Regions from separate parts of the Mus musculus genome. Here all the other regions are linked to region 1. A link is a contact called in public HiChIP or PLAC-seq and Micro-C data. All regions are on one chromosome and are shown on one strand. The core of a region is the stretch at or near the end of the contact, and the rest is flanking DNA. Distances in the headings are between cores, read along the strand shown.

What was found. Hi-C and Micro-C count contacts between places; a contact is called where the count stands out from the background. HiChIP or PLAC-seq counts read pairs in DNA pulled down with a chosen protein or histone mark.
Region 2: a Micro-C map of embryonic stem cells shows a contact between it and region 1, with 2.3 times the contacts expected there. The contact joins two enhancer-like sites. A contact is called at or near these places in 1 of 15 datasets of contacts at CTCF or cohesin (the NIH/3T3 cell line), 11 of 484 Hi-C or Micro-C datasets (bone marrow-derived macrophages, embryonic fibroblasts, embryonic stem cells and 4 more), 6 of 115 datasets of contacts at active chromatin or transcription factors (CD8 T cells, the NIH/3T3 cell line, embryonic fibroblasts and 2 more) and 2 of 9 other capture datasets (adipose tissue and liver).
Region 3: an H3K27ac HiChIP or PLAC-seq map of embryonic stem cells shows a contact between it and region 1, with 7 read pairs. The contact joins two enhancer-like sites. A contact is called at or near these places in 1 of 115 datasets of contacts at active chromatin or transcription factors (embryonic stem cells) and 1 of 9 other capture datasets (liver).

The regions. Positions count from the first base shown.
Region 1 is chr11:29,747,822-29,751,948 of GRCm38.p6, reverse strand. Eml6 (echinoderm microtubule associated protein like 6) reads left to right here. Exons shown (of 42, transcript NM_146016.2): 36 at 572-760; 37 at 1,972-2,144; 38 at 2,528-2,690. Among named protein-coding and RNA genes, the nearest start is that of Rtn4, 57 kb to the right of the region's middle. Within about 2 kb of position 2,623, at least 8 of the 459 cell types and tissues checked have an H3K27ac peak or open chromatin away from gene starts, as enhancers often do. A contact at or near this core is called in embryonic stem cells, where this site is marked.
Region 2 is chr11:29,881,509-29,885,547 of GRCm38.p6, reverse strand. Eml6 (echinoderm microtubule associated protein like 6) reads left to right here. Exons shown (of 42, transcript NM_146016.2): 6 at 3,405-3,590. Among named protein-coding and RNA genes, the nearest start is that of Gm22588, 34 kb to the right of the region's middle. Within about 2 kb of position 2,382, at least 39 of the 459 cell types and tissues checked have an H3K27ac peak or open chromatin away from gene starts, as enhancers often do. A contact at or near this core is called in embryonic stem cells, where this site is marked.
Region 3 is chr11:29,595,208-29,599,273 of GRCm38.p6, reverse strand. No RefSeq gene overlaps it. Among named protein-coding and RNA genes, the nearest start is that of Gm12092, 48 kb to the left of the region's middle. Within about 2 kb of position 2,008, at least 5 of the 459 cell types and tissues checked have an H3K27ac peak or open chromatin away from gene starts, as enhancers often do. A contact at or near this core is called in embryonic stem cells, where this site is marked.

The DNA of each region.
Region 1 (4,127 bases), core at 1,374-3,873:
TGTTTGCAAGCTCCACTGGGTAGGTACACAAGATTAATGTCTCAGACCAACTTACTTACCAGTCAAGGTCACCTGATATGGCCCTGGGAGGAATTAAGTCCGTCTAGAGGGAGCTTACAGTCTGTGGGATGTTCATCAAGAGGGTGATGGGGGACTCTGCTCAAGCTCCTACCCAAGGCAACTGCTAGAAAAGGCAAAGTGAGAAGGGAGGGGCTCTTACTGACATGCAGCCCTTCGCAAGAGGCCTCAGCATATCCTGATTTAGTAACAATGCAGCAGTCTCACTAGCAGTGCTTTTAAATTATTTTTAAACTGTGACAAAACACATAAAACTTAGCATTTTAACCACGTTGTGTACAAGTCATTGCCATTAAACACTTGTGCAACCACTACCACCGTCACCTTCAAATATTTTAATAAGAAAATATTTGACTATTAAACATCAGCTCTTCCTTCCCCTCCTGCCCCTGGTACCCACCTCTCCTTTGTATCCCGTGAACTGGATCTTTCTGGGGACCTCAGATGACTGGATTCAGACAGCTTTTTTTCTAATAGTATTTTTTTGTAACAGGGAAAAATCTTAGTAGGAACCAAAGATGGTGAAATAATTGAAGTTGGGGAAAAAAGCGCTGCTTCAAACATCCTGATTGATGGACACATGGAGGGGGAGATCTGGGGCCTAGCCACACACCCCTCCAAGGACATGTTCATCTCAGCCAGCAATGATGGCACAGCAAGGATCTGGGACCTGGCTGACAAGGTAAGGAGCCTACTATCAGGCTCATAGCAGGAGGAGCAGAGAGGGCCTGTGTCAAGCCAGAGATGGGGGTAGGTTGGTTCAGCATTGTTAGAAAGCCTACTAATAAAAGTCCCTCACACATGCCACCTGCACTCTCAGCAGTTCATTTGTCTGGATAGATTTGTAGTACGAAGCTCTTATAGCTTGAGCTCAATATGAAATAAAGGAAGACATGGAACCTTCTGACTCTTCTTGCCTCTACTTGTCCAGCACTGGTAATGCAGTGCTTGGGGATCAAACCAAGGGCTTCATGCGTGTTAGAGTGCATGTTCAAACACTCTACTGAGCCCCACATGTTGATAATTCTGGAATAATCAAACCGAGAGTTACTATCTTTTTATAAAAGGACAGGAGGAGAACGAGAGAGATACAAATGTTTGAGAGTGACAGATTTCCCGTCAGATTCCGGGAAGGTTGGGAAAGCAACTTTAAAGCTCATCTGGGGTAAAAATATAAGATATGAAGGAAAAAAAAAAAGGTCACTGAACCTTATCCAGCACAAAATAAATGCCAAATTCTGTTTCAAAATGGCTAGGAAAAACTTTGGTCACAGTTTTAATGTAAGGGTCAAAGAGCAGCCATGCAAACACATGCATGTGTTATATAGTTTAGTTCTAAAGCTATTAAGTTTACTAAAAACGGCTTCTACTCACTGAAAACTCACTGTATAATGGATGTTTCCTGTATGCTATTGTTAATACTTACAAAAATCTTCCAACGCTACTATCAGTATCCTTTCTGCTCCGTGGTAATGGCAATAATGTATACACACATACCCAACTAGAAAGTGAGGGTCCAGTCAAGATCTGGCTAGTAAGTTCGCATGCTTTTCCTTTAGCAAGAGCCTGGCAAAGCCTAAGGCCTGTGTCTAGCCAGCTGCCTGTTTCAATAGGTGAAGCCACATTTGTTACTACTGTCCACAATTGTCATGACAAAGCTGGTAATTAGAACACAGATCCTACAGTGCTCAATGTAAAGTTATGACAACATAACAGGCAATGTTTGCCAAACCCTGTCCTAAAAGGTGCTATCCCCCAAGTAGCTCTACTATGAGATCGCATTGGTGGCCTTTAGTGGGAGCTGAAGTAGTCTGATTTCCCTGTCCTGATGATTTCCCCTAGAGATCAGCACAAGTGGTAAGGGCTTACATGTCTCTCTGTGTCTTCATGTAGAAACTGTTAAACAAGGTGAACCTGGGCCATGCGGCCAGGTGTGCAGCCTATAGCCCTGATGGGGAGATGGTGGCCATTGGCATGAAGAATGGAGAGTTTGTCATCTTGCTGGTGAACACCCTGAAAGTTTGGGGGAAAAAACGAGACCGGAAATCTGCCATCCAAGATATCAGGTACAAAAAAATAAAAGATATCAGGTATATAGTGAGTGGTCTGAGCCAGAAGGGTAAGCGCTCCTGACATGGGTCCTTCTGGGGATGGTGGGGAGACAGAGCTGGGGGAACTGTGTTGAAAGGGTTGCTTCCACAGCAGGCTAATCAAGGGTACCTCCCACACAGTCTTTTTAGATATGGTGATAAAAATACTTGTAATTCTACCAAAGACTGCATAACACCATTTTTTTTCCCCTGTGGGATTAGATTCAGAAAAATTGTTTAATTTCATAGAAACTGGGGAGAAGCTAGGCACATGTCTTTGGGCTTGAGACAGAGCTAGCCCATCTTTGTGTGTCCAGATCTGCCTCCTCATGGACCTTGCTTTTGATTTCCCCCTCTAGAATCAGCCCAGACAACAGATTCTTAGCTGTGGGGTCTTCTGAGCAGACAGTTGACTTCTATGACCTTACTCAGGGCACAAGTCTGAACCGGATCGGCTACTGCAAAGACATCCCAAGCTTTGTCATTCAGATGGACTTTTCTGCAGACAGCAAATACATTCAGGTATGCTTCTCGTTAACTTGTCTCAGGGGCAACCAAGAAAAAACACTGTTTCCACATGAGTGCTTACTGTGTCCTGGGCACCATGCTAACTTCCAAGTACTATCCCTATTTTATAAATGTAGAGACAGAGGCTTGGATAATTAGGAAAGTAATTGTGTGTGTGTGTCTGTGTGTACAAGTCTTTTCGTAAGAAACAAAAACAAAACATGAATACCAGGGAACATATCCCCAGTCACCTTTACCCTACCTCCACCAGCTCATCATCAAAATTTCCTCATTTCTGCCTGAGGAGATGGCGCAGCAGGTAACTGTGCCTGCTGCTAACCAAGTCCAACCCCTCCCCCTGACCCACATGATGGAAGGAGAGATCTGATCCCTACAATTTGTCCTCTGGCAAGTACCACAGCAGGCATTTGCATGTACGCACATGCACCGGAGGACTAATTTCAATAAGTTTTAGAAAACTTCCGAATTTCTAGTTCTTTAGGTCTGCACTTCTAAGCTTGCTATTGTTTATTCTCCAAATTCTATTGGGAAGTATGGCTGCTGCATTCCAGAATGGGCTGGAGACCTCACGACTGGGTCTCTGCACAGCTGAGAGGCAAGATCAAGGGGTCCTACCTTTGGGACTTGTGGCTAACAACAGAAGTTACTTCAGCATTCAGCATCTGTGAGCCTGGAAAGAGGAGTGCTTAAGCCAGGCGGTGGTGGGGCACACCTTTAATCCCAACACTTGGGAGGCAGAGGCAGGCAGATTTCTGAGTTCAAGGCCAGCCTGATCTACAAAGTGAGTTCCAGGACAGTCAGGGCTACACAGAGAAACCCTGCCTCAAAAAACAAGAAAGAAAAAGAAAGGAAGGAAGGAAGGAAGGAAAGGAAGGGAGGGAGGGAGGGAGGAAGGAAGGAAGGAAGGAAGGAAGGAAGGAAGGAAGGAAGGAAGGAAGGAAGGAAGGAAGAAGGGAGAGGGGGAGGAGAGGAGAACCTATATTCATTTTTCAAATGTATCCAACAAAGCCTCAGCTAGGCAGGCTTTTGGATAGATATAGTATGTTCATTTCTTCTGGAGCTTATCACACTTCCATGGAGAAGGCAAGGACTGACAGTCAAGGCAAAGTGTAGCTTGTCAGGCAGCATCTGAAGAGGCACTCAACTTAGACCTGCCTCCCTTCTAAAAAAGCATTCGTTAGGCTGAGCAATGTCTGCCCTGTAGGAGGGAGTTAACAAAGGGGGCAGGATTTCTGTCCCAAGCCATCTGCATTGAAAACCTGAGGTGGGAAAGATTTAGGATCTTTCCATGAACTCAAGGAAAACCCTGGTGACATGGGTAGAGACACCATCCCCATGGGGAGAGAAGAGACCTAGGATGTAAGACACTGGCAAGTGTCCTTTAATGTGAAAACAGTGGCCAGTTTCCTTTAGGAGACTCCAAGAGGGCAC
Region 2 (4,039 bases), core at 1,133-3,632, 130 kb before region 1:
TGCTTCCATGTTGGGAAGGCTTTTAAAGATCAGAAGACATCATGGGGGGAAGATAGGAGAGGTCACAGGGGAAAGCCTATGAACTAGGGCAGCTGCAGGCTTTCAAAGCCTCTTCCCCACACAGACAAAAACAATCACCTAGTTCCTATTTTATAGAGTTACAATTTGTGCAGAGGCCACCAGAGGGCAGAAGCAAACCAGACCAAGAGAACAGCTACATAGCTGGGTGCATTCCACCTTTGTCTTTACTAGAAAGTTTATCAGCAAAACGCTGTCAGACTGTTGGAAAGATGTCTTTGGATAGCTGCAGTGTGGTACATTGCCTCAACATACAGAACCTTCTATAAGGTCACCTTTTATAAAATAAAGGCCCTGGAGGACTCTTTCTTTACAAGAAACATTTAAGTAAATGTATAATTACTCTCAGGCTGTGGAAAGGTCCTCTTCCATCTGTAAGGGCAGAAAGAAGTTATAATGATAATATTGGTATGCAGATATATAAATTAACATGTACTGTGGATTTGCTCTCTCAGGAGGAAAACCATATGCAAGCAAGAATAAAGGACAAAGAGTAGATATTAATGTACTCATGGAATATAAAAACAAATCCATACCTTAGACTACGTGGATAACCAACAAAAACTAGAAACAGCTTTGGCCATTACATACATGAAAATGCTAAATCTTATTGAATATGGACTTTTAAAAAATGAATATATTAAGATCTTATTACATTGTATCTGATGCTGACACGGACTCAGTGAGGGGCTGCTTCTAAGTTTTACTGTGGATGGGTAAATTTAGTCTTTCTGACCAAAAATTTGGCAGTATTTATTGATAGCTCTAGAAATGCCAATCCTCCCTAGTCCAGTAATTTCATAATGTGGAGTTTCTCCCAAGTGGCTTATGAGGACTGTGAACCAAGAACTGATTCATTGCTGAGTAACATTCCAATAGCAAAGCCAAAGTGAAGAAAACCTGAAACCAGCTACCCCCATGGTTAAGTAAAATACACAACATTCTTATGATGCTATGTGTGATCATTGTAAGTCATGACTTAGATGGCTACTTACTGATACTGGGAAATATTCAAAATGTGTTTCCCATGGGGCAGTCTAGTCTACTTGTGGCTCTGATGTTTTTACAGAGGAGTGGTTTTCATTATGGCGTTACCATGTCATTGTTCTTTGTTCTAATTCCTTCCTTCCTGCAAAGCCATCCCCACTGTGGCACCTTCTTGCCCTGCTGGCTGCCCAATTCCCTTTCCTGCTCTTATGTTACACATCAGGAAGTGCCACCACACTATTTTACTCTCCCTCCCTAACCTCTCCTCCCACTTATGACCACCTTTCCAGTCTCATGACTCATCGGTATACATATACAAATATAACATACTAAATCTAGTTCCACATATGAGAGAAAATGTGTACTTTGTCTTTCTGAGTTTATAATATACCTCTTATCCCAGCTCTTAAGCTCCATGAGCTGCCTGCCCTCCCTCCCCAGACAGATATTAAAAAGGCATTCTTACCTTTAGCAGTAGCAGTAGAGATTGGTGAGCCTGCATCAACAGTTCATCACCAACTCTGAAGAGATGTACTGGATCAAACTCTTTCCTCACCATTGCCCCCTAAATTTTTAAAATATATATTTGTTTAGAAAATATCATTAAACATTAAATTGTTGTCTCTGAGTAAAATTAGTGGATGATATCAAACTCTTCTCTTTTATACTTTGTAAGTTCTTCCAGGATAACAAGCATTGCTTACTTTTTTCCTTTCCTTGCATATGTTCATGTTCTAGTGAGTGAGTAGATACTCTCCTCAAGACTTACTTTCTCACTCTTGCCCCCAAACTATGGAGGCTCTTACTTCCAGAATTCACCACTGTTTCAAATAGTTGAATGAATGCATGCTCTCATCTCTGAAGTGGGTCTGCAGAGCAGTGCTTCTGCCCAAAGCTTTTCCATCACCATACTCTGAGAGGACCACCATCTTTCCTCTCCTGCAGGCACAAAATATTAGGATTGCCTCTGATTTTTCCTTCCATACATCCTTGCCCCTTAGAGTCATCTAATCTTGCTCTCCTGGGTGAGATGTAATTTCTTGCCCACTATGCCATTCCTGTTCATTTCAAGTACTGTAACTTGGCTTCCTATAGCTGCTCACTGGCCCCGCCTCTTGAGTATAATCTGAGTATGTTGTCACAAAAGCCTTGATTGTTGTTTCCGCACACCCTCATTTTTAGTTGCGGTTCTCAAAGCAGTGACCCAGGTTTCTCTGGTTTCTTATAGAATCCGTGTCTTTAGAAAAGTACTTCTGCTTACTCATCTACATTTGCATATGAAAGAGTAGCAGAATCTGACTGAACCTGTGCTCCAGGGTGTTGTGAGATTAAACACAGATGTAGAAGGCATTTGGAGACTGTGGGGCCTAGGTAGTGGCACCAGAGTTACACCAGCTCATACATTAGGAACTACATCAAGGAAAAATACTGGATTTCTGTATAACTATGGTGGTGTCCCTGCTGCCATCTACAAATCGTCCAAGCTTTAAGCTTGCCATCTTCCAAAAGATCTGTGCAAACAAAATGGAGAAGCCTGGGTGATTGTGTGCCTTTGTGACGTATCACTTGTATTTAGAAATATATGTCAGCAATTCTATAGTAAAAAAAGAAAAAAAAAGCAAACTATAATATTTTGGTTAAAAAGGAATTATTTTTATTGCCACTATGCTCTAACCAACTCCACCAACCAGCCTAGAAAGCATTTTGTAAAATATATGTACATACTTTAAAATGGCTAGGTGATATGTGTTATGCTAATATGAAGTTATTCCTAGCCATTTTTTCTTTATGTAGTACATTAATGTATACACACACACACACACACACACACACACACTACTCCATATCATATCACATCACATTTTCTATGTATGGTCTTATTAAGTAGTTCTGGATAGCCTGGAAGTTGCTATGTAGACCAGGCTAGCCTCCCGTGTGCAATGTTCCTCCTTCCGCTGCCTCCCAAGTGCTAAGATTACAGGCATGTGCTGTAGATGTGGCTTTCTCTTTATACTTATCTACATTTCTGAACTTTTCTGCAATCTATATTCATTTGATAAAAGACCAGTTCTATTCTGTGAACACTGGGGTCATTTAAATGCCATTAAACATTAACATTTTGAAATTTTGGAGCTTTTAAAGTTAAAAAATATCGTTGTGAGTTTTTCTTATGCTTCTAGAGTATGCAGGGGTTTTTGTGTTTCTCTAATGACACAGAGAAACAATTTATTTATGTTCAGTTCAGATAAAGTATATTCTGTAAAATTACTGAAAATACTAATAATGGAATGAATATAGAGTACTCTATTTCAGCATATATTTATTTTATTATTTCCTAGTTTTGGACACTATGTGGAAATGCCCTGACTGCAAAAAGAGGCATATTTGGCAAAACAGGAGATCTTCAGACTATCCTTTGCCTTGCATGTGCCAAAGAAGACATCACTTACTCTGGTGCTTTAAACGGTGACATCTATGTCTGGAAAGGGCTCACCTTAGTCCGCACTATTCAAGGAGCACATAGTGTGAGTATTGCTATATGGGGCTCTGAGATGATGTAATGAGGGATGATGTAATATGGATTGATGTAATGTGGATGATGTACTGAATGGGTTAAGGCCACACATCTCTCTGTTTCTGCCCTTTGCTTTACAGTTAGACTTCAAACAGTTGTATACACATACACATAAGCATACACATACACATATACATACACATACATACACATACATGAAATGATTCATGAAGATTTCTCACCTGGGGGGGGAATCCATACTAAATCCACCCTTCACCTTAACTTTAAACTAGCTGATTAGTGTTAATACCTTCAAATTCATTCACTGTTACCACTTTTAGTGCTGCAGATTGAACCCAGAGCCTCACACACTAGGCAAGACCTCTGTCATTAAGCTGCATCCCCAGACCTCATTACTCTTCCCATGAAGAAAACCTTAGACAACTCAGTGAAATAGTT
Region 3 (4,066 bases), core at 759-3,258, 150 kb after region 1:
GTGTCTGTTCCTTGTTCCAAACAGCAATTAAATTGGTTATTGCAAAATATTGATATTTGACCTATTGCCTAACAAACTTTTAGATAAAATTGATAATCATTAACCTAAAGATAAGCTGTTAAAATTGCTTTTATGCATTCTTTTTTATTTTCTATAAATTCATGCATGCATCCCATTTACTATATTTAAAAACAGCCCTTCTATGGGAAAAAAAGTGTATGTGATTGGATCATGTTTATTCTTTTGTGTTTCCTCCTGCTTCAGCACAAATAATTAAATTGTGTGCTATAGATGGTGTTTTAAAATGTTAAAATAAACAAACTTTAATTTGATACACACACACATATATATATATCAGAGATTACAATTGCTTAAAATTGTTTGTCTCTCACATACTATGAATTCTCAAATTTGCAACTGTTTATTCATATACTACTCATAAAAAAATGCTATTCCTTTAAAAAGACTGTCTTTGGACATTTAAAATTTTTGTTCTAGATGCTTGTATATCCCAGGCAGATTATAGACCTTACACAAAAATAACCGGCCATAAAATCTCATTCTTTACATCATCAAAATAGTAATGGCTTAAGGTAATATTTTGGTATTTTAAAAAAACGTACGTGTCGAATTGTAAAACTTTGTTCTTAGTGTCCTCCATTTCTACTTGTTTCCATATAATGGTGTTAATTCTTGAGGACCTATACTTAACTGTTGCAAATAGATACTCTTATTTCTGATTAATAAGTAAATAAATATATAAAATATACACATGTGACTATTGATACCTTTTCAGGCTTTCTAGTTACAACTACTCCACAAGAGAAACAACTAAAAGTGTCATTGCCTATGTTAAAAAAAATTTTTTTATATACTTGGTGTTCCAAATCAGACTAAAACAGATATTAGAACTGGCTATAGCTGTCAAGTATTTGACATGTTTTATCAACAATTTAAAGTTACCCATGCTACTGAAATTTTTTTTATATATTTCTCAAAGTCAAAGTATTGTGAAACTTTAAAAACTATAACTTCTTTAAAAACAAAGAAGGGGAGGAATTATATCCCCATGCACATTATTTAAATTACATTTTTATTTAAAAAATTTTAAAATTTGGATGTCAAAGAACTTACTAAATGCCTTACAGTATCTTAAAACTAGGTATACTCATGTCTAGGTGAGATGAAAAGGGTCTACTTATTGTCATATGGCTTGATCCTGAACAGGTACTTAATATGAGGAAGAGGACATGCTTGTGTTTTCGCCACAGAATGCTGCAGGAACATGACAGTTGCCAAAATGATTCCTGTTAGTTTGCTGAATGCTGACCTGTGAGTTTGCTGAATGCCCTGACTATGGTGACAAGAAAGCTGGGTATATGTTCTTGACCCACCTTTGCTTGCCTTTGTCCCAGATTAGACAAGCTAAGCTGCCTTGCTTCAAGCTTCTTAACCATGTAGGACAGAGAACATTAGAGACCGTGGAAACTGACTTAGAAAAATTAGTTATAAGGAGGAGTTATAATGATTCTTCTCTTTCCTTTTTTTTTTTTTTTTTTTTTTTTTTTTTTTTGGTTTTTCGAGACAGGGTTTCTCTGTATAGCCCTGGCTGTCCTGGACCTCACTTTGTAGACCAGGCTGGCCTCGAACTCAGAAATCCACCTGCCTCTGCCTCCCGAGTGCTGGGATTAAAGGCATGCGCCACCACGCCTGGCTTCTCTTTCCTTTAATGTGACCAGTTACTCTAACTCAATCTTGGACTGGTTTAGTAATAATCCCAATATCAGAGATTTCTATTATGAAGATAGCTAAACATCTTCATTAGCTAGCAGAGTTAACTTGGAGCTTAGCCTATTTACATGAGAAACAGCCTTTCTGTTGATACTCAAAGCCACCTGGAAGCCAGAGTTTGAGCTTGATCATTGCTAATTTGCAACTGAATAGAGTACCTGGACTTCCCCAAAGACAGCCTTTATCCTGTTGCTTTTGAACTCTCTTGACTTTGTATTTCAAGCAGGTCAGTCAACACCCTACAGGCTCCTCTTCAACAAGTGTGCAGGCTTCCTTTCAGCAAGCAGAGGTGGCAGAAATTCATCAATTGGAAGAAACATATTGAATATATATATTGTGACTTTGGTCTGATTGGGAATAAGGTGTGCTATGATCACGGGCCACTGAGATTTCTGGACTATTTCAAATTCTAAGACAGAAGTATGTGCCAAGAGGCCATGATTTATCAATAATACACCACAGAGCCATGTTTGTGCAAAATAAACACAAGCAAGCTACACATACTCTCCTTGATGGATAGAATAGTTCATAGAAAATCTAAGTTCCCAAGCCAGGCACAGCCGCCAGCCACCATAATTCCCAGGCAGGATTATGGAGCATAAATAAATTTTATGCCCCAGTCCAACTAATTTTTATTATATATTTAGAGAGGAATTGTAGCCTCCCACAGCCTTGAGCAGGCTGATTCAGACCTTGCTGCCACTGTGAATGAGACAACCTGGTCAATGCTTCTATTGTTCTGTCACCCACTGCTGCTCTTCTCCAAGACTCCGCTACCACTGAGAGGCTGAACTGTCTTTCTGAGATATTCCTGAGATAGCTGACAACCTGTGGAATTGGTGACCTAATGCTAATAACTCTGACAGACTAGTCCTAACAACTTAGCAACAAAGCCAAGAAACCTGGCATGGCAGGAGATGGGCTTCCCCTTTTATAAGCACAGACTGATAGTAAACATTGGGCCATGATCAAAAAATTTGTCTTGGTCTCTTTATTTCTCTTGCCATTCCCTCCTTTACAGCTCCAGCCTCACACTCAAAAACCCAGTTCGTGTGGCCCCAGGTGGCTACAACAGAGTACCACTAACCATTGAGAGATCTTTACCTGCTGGTCCTGGTCAGACAACTTCTATCTTTAGAGAATGTAGCTGGATGTTATATCACTCACTGCCACAGCATGTGCCATCAGAGCACAGGAGCTGAATAGGTCATTCCTTCACTTGGAGGACCACATTTGCCTTAACCAACCAGCCAGATAAGAGTACAGATAATTCTTAAAGATCTTTAAAGATAGCCAGGCATGGTGGCACACACCTTTAATTCCAGCACTCGAAGGCAGAGGCAGGTAGGTCTCTGAGTTTGAGGCCAGTCTGGTCTATAGAGTTCCAGGACAACCAGGGACACAGAGAGTCTCTGTCTGGGGTTGGAGGTCAGGGAAGAAGATCTTTAAAGATGACTATGGTTCCGAGTTCTGCTTCTTTTCTTGGAGTTCAGGCAGATCTTGGTTCAAGCAGTGAGAGCTGGGGAGTTGGGTGGGAGTGGGGGTGTCTTTTCTGAGGATTTCAATGTTACAGCTCTTTTAGATGATATTAAGTGAAACTGCTTGTGCTCTTTATTTGGGGTGAACAAGAGCTATATAAACCTTGGAGAGTAGGAAGGGATTTTTAGGGTGACTGTAAATCATTGGCTGGAGCTTAGCATACTGGGAATGCCTCATTTGCATGGAGAGACACTCTAGGAATCCCAGGTGCTGGCAGAGCAGGTTGTATCTGGAGAGAGGAAGTTGAACTTATAATTTTGTCAAGGATTTTGTGAGATTCCTTAGGTAGAAGGTTTAGGAGTTGGGCTTCCCAGATCAAGCCCTGTTAAAAGCTCAAGCTCAGGAAAGCTGTCTGGACATGGTAGATTACAACACTAATAGTAAGGTCCAACAGATGACTTCCAAACTACCAAATATAAACTTTATTTATAAAATATGTCTCCCTGATAGACTAGAGAGATGGCACAGAACTTAAGCACACATACTGCTCTTGCAGATGACTTGAGTTCATTTCCAAGTACTCATGCCCAGTGTGTTACCATGGTAACTCCAGCTCCAGGAACTGTGATGCCTTTGGCCTCTAGGAGTACTTGCACTTACTTTAAAATAAATCTTTAGGTCCTGGAGTAACAGCTTAGTGGTTAAGAGCACTTGCTGCTCTTCTAGAGGACCCAAGTTAAATTTGTAGCACCTACATGGCTCACAACCACCTATTATTCCAGTCCCAGAATATCTG